Regions from separate parts of the Mus musculus genome. Here region 2 is linked to region 1. A link is a contact called in public Hi-C data. All regions are on one chromosome and are shown on one strand. Each heading gives the region's core, a stretch centred on a gene start, on an enhancer-like site or on the middle of the called end of the contact. The rest is flanking DNA. Distances are from core to core; before and after follow the strand shown.

Region 1 (3,184 bases), core at 227-2,726:
CTGTGCAACTGTCCCTGCCATGTCTGGAAGTTTTGTTGTCTCTGGCTTTTAAAATCTTTCAGCACACCCCCGTTCTCTGATGGTACCTGAAGCATGGAAGGATGGGGTGAGATACAGTGTCCCATTTAGAGCTGAGTACTCCGCAGTCTCTTAGGTTGACTACTGTGAGTACCTGTTGCAATCGCCAGGAGAAGCTTCTCTGATGAGGGCTGAGAAAGGCATTATCCTTTCCACACAGCAGTTCAAGACCTTGCAGGCAACATTGTCAGGCTGGAGCTAGAGTTCAACTCTCCGAGTGCTTACCTAACATGCAAGGAATCCTAGACTTGATCCCCGGCAACACTTAAACGTCTGGTACCTCTCTCTAATCCCAGCATCTAAGAGATGGAAGCTGTAGGATCAGAATTTAAGGTCGTTCTCACTACATAGTGGGTGTCAAGCCAGCCTAAGCTACATGACACCCTCTCTCAAATGAAAAAGTATCCATTTAAAAGGAATTTTTCAGCAATGGAAGAAGAGCAGCTGGTACAGGTTACATGGTGTCCCCTAAACTCACAATGATGAAGCCTAGACTTCCAGCACCAAAAATCTGTCTGTGTTTGGAAACAGGTAGAGACAGGGCCTTCCCAGAAAGTGGTAATTTAAAATTAGGACTTGGGATAGTCCCTAACAAAAGTGTCCGTATTAAGAGAAGAAACTTGGAATACTGTGGAAGGCCATGTGAAGACACAGAGGTTTGTCAGCGAGCTCTAAACTCACCTTGAACCTGACCTCCAAAATTAAAAGATGGTCAGTTTCTGCTGTTAAAAGTTTCCCATATGGCAGCCCACACAAATGAATGCAGCATTTCTTTGACAAATCTGCCCAGGTAATTTTAACAAGAGACATACCGAAGAACCTTCACTCCACTTTACAAAGGAACAGCAGCTAGCACAGTCCCAAGGTCAGCAGTAACTGCAGGAACAATAAACGCAGACATCCCACTGTTTACGACTAACGTGGTCTTTTCAGTACATTCTCAGGTTATCCTCTTCACGAGGAACAATCATTGTTCTGCTTCAAAGAGGGGCAACTGAAAACTCAGGAAGCAAAGTGGCCTGTTTGAATAGACAAAAACAGTCATTAATAATGCCAGACCACAAATACCAGAGACTTCTTCATAGTGCCTTGAACCCCAAGGCACCACTTCCTCTCATCTGTGTTCACCAGCATTACCTCTGACTGTGTCAACCACGAGGCCCAATTTTCCAAACAGAGATCAAGTAGGCACTGTTTCCCCCACCTGATTTCTTGATGATGCCCCCTTCTCATTCCCTCAAATATCTAGATTTATACAAATCGTGACCTGGTCTCCCTCTCTCTCTATACCACAATCAATAGTAAAAATTCTCTGCAGGTGGTTACACATCCATGCCAGGGCACAGCAGCTGTGAATATGGTAAGGAAATACCTCGCTGTGGTCAGCGTTCTCACAGGCAGCCTGGTGGATGCAAGCACAGCCTCTGTGACATGCGGCCTTATAGGGAACGAGGCACAGTCAGGGCTCAATTCAAGAGACCAGTGTCTTAGCTTGGCCCTGCCACTGGCTTAGAGAGAGAGCTTAAGGTAAATGAGGAAAGTAAGCTAGATAATCCCTAGACCGCGCCAGCCTTCGTTCTCTTGCTAATTCAATAAGCACTCAATAAATACATTTAAAGGATTGCATAAGAGAGCAGCCAGTAGACAAGGGATGATTGGCGTGTCCCAAGAGCTTAACATCTTTTGGAGAGATGGGAAATATGTGTGCCCCCTGATACATCCAAACTATGTACTTAATTTGTTAAGGGTTTTAGGCTTACAGGTGCAGAGGTTCAGTCCATTATCATCAAGGTGGGAGCATGGCAGCATCTAGGCAGGCCTGATGCAGGAGGAGCTAAGAGTTCTACATCTTCATCTGAAGGCTGCTAGGGGAAGACTGACTTCCAGGCAGCTAAGGTGAGGGTCTTAAGCCCATGCCCACAGTGACACACCTACTCCAACAAAGCCACGCCTTCTAATAGTGCCACTCCCTGGGCCAAGCATATACAAATATTATCACATTATCAATGTAAACATCAGCTACTTACCATCTACAGGTTTATTATTCTGTTTGCACAAAGCATGAGTCCAACAGTTCTCTGGGGATAGATCCTATCCACATGGTCATACAGGGATTCTGTGTTGTGTCTTGAGCCCCACTAACTGAAATGGGTATCCTGTGGATAGTTTCACATCCACTGAGTAAAACTATTTTCATGGCCCTGCACAACTTCAGAGAAGTTAGAAAATGTGGGCCAGCCCATGAATCTTCGACCAACAACAAACTCCTCTTCTAAGAGTGTGAGCTGTGATAGACTGTTATTAGAAAAGACACTTGCCTGCAGATGAGAAAGACAGACTTCAAGGGCTGCTTCAAAAATATTCATGTGTTATCTTCATTGCTTCCAGAGAAGGCCCTGAGGTCAGTCTTTGGTGGGCCCTGGGAGATCTTAGTCTACATGGCAACACCTGCCTGCACTGAGCCATTTGGTCTCAACTGCTCTCCTCAGAGTCAAAAGCCATCTAAGCAAGAAGAGGCTGCATGAATAAACACTAGGGAGTTATATTAGCTTGATGATGTGCCATTTTGAGAAACAGTTGAGTTACTAATGTCCTCCTGCACTAAAGCCTTGATGTGGAGGACAAAGAGGCTGAGTGTACCCTCTACTGTCTTTTTCCAATGATGGACATCCTTGTCCCAAAATCCAATTTTGTCCCAGTATCTCCATGCAAGGCTGTAGCCTTCTACCTGCACACCTAGGACCCAGACGTACTCCAAATGCATGGTGGAGGAGCTACCTCCATGGTTAGTACAGCACTGTCCCTTTTATCATGGCTATCTTTCCCTCCCTCCTGCCCAGTGCCATAAGGGCCCCACAGTAATAGTGTTGGCATTTAGGACGTTTCTGCCTGTGTCATTTTCCTAGGATTGCCATAGCAAATAACCAGAAGCTGAGTGGAAATGAATTGTCCTTTGTGTAAATTTAAAGGATGAATTAATAAGGCTGCTAAATTTTTTTCTTTTACTATTCCCCAATAACCACACAGAAAAATAAAATAAAATAAATTCAAAACTGTACCTCAATAACTGGGCAATTAGATGATCTACCTTTACCGCCTATGCTAA
Region 2 (3,184 bases), core at 459-2,958, 120 kb before region 1:
GAGAGAAAGAAAGGGGGGATTTGGGTGGGAGGGGAGATGGGAAGGATCTGGGAGGAGGTGGAAGAGGGAAAACGGTAATCAGAATAGATTGTATGGGAGAAAAATGTATGTTTTCAATAAAAAATACACAAATAAACCCCATCTTCTCTAAGTTGCTTTTGTCAGGTGTTTCATTACAACAAGAAGAAAAGCAACCAACACCGAAGCTCTGGCATGTCTCACATACATGGATTTTAAGTATGCGCTCTCATGGTGTGGCTGGTTCCTGCTCTTGCTGCCATCCTTGGAAGAAAAACACAATTTAAGTCTCTTTGATAAATACACTTTGTGCTCTTGATTCCACTCACAGCTCTCCACTTGTGTTGCTGCCCCAGTGCCCTATAGTCCTGGGGACTGCGGAGCTAGCATAAGGTTTGGAACAAAAACCCTGGATTCTCCCTTTTAGTCATTCTCAGAACTGTCGCCCAGTCGTCGGGGCCCTTTGCTTATCACTGTTAAACTCATGATCAGCTTGTGCCTCTCTTCCAAAGAAATCATGTGGCTTTGTAACTGGGCTGTGTTGAATCCATAGATCAATTTCAAAAGTGTTTTTGTCCTGACAATGTTGAGTTTCCTTTTGCATGGACAGAGGAGTGCTTTCCCCTCATTCGGATTTCTCTCTGTCTTCTTATAATAATAATAATAATAATAATAATAATAATAATAATAAAATAGTATAATAATTGGTTACTAACCGGTTTCTGTGTAGTATTTTTGAACACATTTCATTTGGTTGATCCTCCTCCCCAAACCCCTTTAGACCTCCCTGCCCTGCCCTACTTCTCCCATCATGCTGTTTATCCCTCGTACTCCTTTGCCTTGTTCTAGTCTCTTGCCCTCCTTCATTCCTGATTTCTCTCAGCAGTGTTCCAGTTACCAGCCTGGCACTCTTACTAAATGTATTCTTAATATTTTTATTATTGTTACTGCTGTGGTGAATGGAGCTATCTTCTTAGTTTTCTTGGTGTTTCATTGCTAGTATATCGAAATAGAACCCATTTTTATATAATGGTCTTGTGTCAGTTTAAGCTTTCAGTAAGAACACAGCCATGTGTGTAGGACTATTAGCTGAATCCTAGAGCTCACTTGTAAAACAAGTGCATTTTCAGAATGCCTCGCTTTATCTTTTGTCTCCTAAAATTGTTAGTAAGGTTGGCATTTTAAGCTTATTTTAATCAGAAAAATCATCTTAATTTGATATTCTTATTTGAAGCCCATTGCAAAAGAGATGGGGATCTGAGTGACAGGCGGGGACAGACAGGTGAGAATAAATGCTCTGGCTGAGGACCTGGAAGCCAGAATATTCGCTCCTCTGAAAGGCCGTGCAGCGTTATGCTATCTTTTTTCCTTTCATCAGAGTCTGTGGAGGAATGGAGTGCTTTTATTAATTAGCAAGCTGGAACCACAAGTAAACAAACACTAAGTCTTTGGAACGGTTTTTCAGATTGTGCATGAAGAAATCAACAACTGTGGTTCAATCTCTGCTTCTTGTTTTACAGTTTGGATATTTTTCTCCCCAAACCACTTCTGCTCTTGTTCCCAGGGGACCTAATTCCATTTTCAATTTTAACACCATTCTCATTTTCAGAATCACTGGTACAGCACGCAGAAACAGAAATAGGGGCCACTGACTAATCCTGAAGCTATAATTGTCCAGGACACTCCCCTCCACAGATGACAGAGACACACATGCACTGCCTGCCTTTCAGCCCTCCTTGCTTTGGCCCAGCCGCTGGTTTGCATATCTGTCTCCCCACAGGCCATACTAAAAGGAACTTCTGATGCATCCCTTGAGCTCAGAGTGAGGTGGTTAGCTCAAACTAGATATTGAGAAAATGTTTCCCAAAGGAGTCTTCGAGAAACTTCCCTTTGAGTCTCTGCTCTGCCCTCTTGGTCCTCAGACAGCTTTACAAATAGAACTGCCTCGGTGTGCTTTTCCAAAGCATCTCTTGTGACATTTCTTGTGGGAAATAATTCTACCAGAAATCAACAGAGTATTTGAGCACCTGCTGAGTGGGAAGCTCTGGCAGATGTTGTGGGCCATGCAGAGAACAAAGCTTTGGATCTGCCCAGGGATGTAATTTCGGTGACAAACAGAAGAAGCACAGCCATTGACCAAGCCTTGCATATGCCAGGAATGGTGCTTGGATGAGAGTAACCCATTTCCATGAAATAAGTCCACTTGTCAGCACCTGTGTTGTCTTCTTCCACAAAAGTGAGCTAAGCAACTGGTTCAAGGGCATGTAACCAAGGTGATACTTATATCTGAGTTGTCTAATACCAGCATCTGTACGTGTGACCCAGCACAGTTTGCTGAATGCAGCCTTGGATTCCATCATGTTAAATCCAACAAATCTTGGATGAAAAGCAGTTAAAAGAAAATACAAATGTTTTTCCAATTATTGCTTAAACAATAAAGTACAATGGTTATTTCATAGCCTCCATATTAAATTATTAGATATGACTTAAAGTACATGTAAAGGTGTGTGGAAGTTGTACTAATTATTATGCTGTTTGACATAAGGGATGGAGTATCACACAGCTTGGTTTGGGGGGGGAACCTTGAAACCCTTTATGGATAGTGGAATATATGCCTAGCCTAGCCTGCACCCAAAAGGCTACAGAGTAATCCATAGATAGAAGTTGTCACTCTTCCAGCATCATAGGAGAACTTTAGGCTGGAATAGTCATTTATGGAAGCAAAGCAATAGTAGAGTTGAGTTAACTGCCAAGAGCTGAGCCTGAGCTAAAACCAACAATAAGCAGTTCTAAGCCTGAATGACACTTTAGAGACAGGGACTTCAGGCATCCTGATGGGGTGGTAGTGAGCAATAGCTGATGTGCTTTTCTGAACAGCCAAGATCAAATATGACAAGCAGCCTGCTCTTGTGAGCCTTTCATACTGAGTCAGATTTGCAATAAGATCTGTCTGATAAGAATTTTAAAACAACCTAATGAGATAGAAAGGGGTAAAATGGATGTTGCTATTTATTTAAGGCCTCCAGGAAATGGACTGGGAAAGTGGCATTTCACCAGATAACCCAAGAAAGGAACCATGGCAGTACTGAGAAATCTAGGCAGGAAGTTGGAGGAAGAGGCAACAGAAAACCCCCAAATCCATGAGATAAAGCGTTCCTGCTAGAAA

Evidence for each region. Hi-C and Micro-C count contacts between places; a contact is called where the count stands out from the background.
Region 2: a Hi-C map of pre-pro-B cells shows a contact between it and region 1, with 1.7 times the contacts expected there. The contact joins two enhancer-like sites. A contact is called at or near these places in 4 of 484 Hi-C or Micro-C datasets (bone marrow-derived DN3 thymocytes, cortical neurons, myocytes and 1 more).

Annotation. Positions count from the first base shown.
Region 1 is chr5:38,822,628-38,825,811 of GRCm38.p6, reverse strand. The region is part of intron 2 of Clnk (cytokine-dependent hematopoietic cell linker); the gene reads left to right. Among named protein-coding and RNA genes, the nearest start is that of Clnk, 52 kb to the left of the region's middle. Within about 2 kb of position 1,476, at least 19 of the 459 cell types and tissues checked have an H3K27ac peak or open chromatin away from gene starts, as enhancers often do. A contact at or near this core is called in pre-pro-B cells, where this site is marked.
Region 2 is chr5:38,944,990-38,948,173 of GRCm38.p6, reverse strand. No RefSeq gene overlaps it. Among named protein-coding and RNA genes, the nearest start is that of Clnk, 70 kb to the right of the region's middle. Within about 2 kb of position 1,708, at least 10 of the 459 cell types and tissues checked have an H3K27ac peak or open chromatin away from gene starts, as enhancers often do. A contact at or near this core is called in pre-pro-B cells, where this site is marked.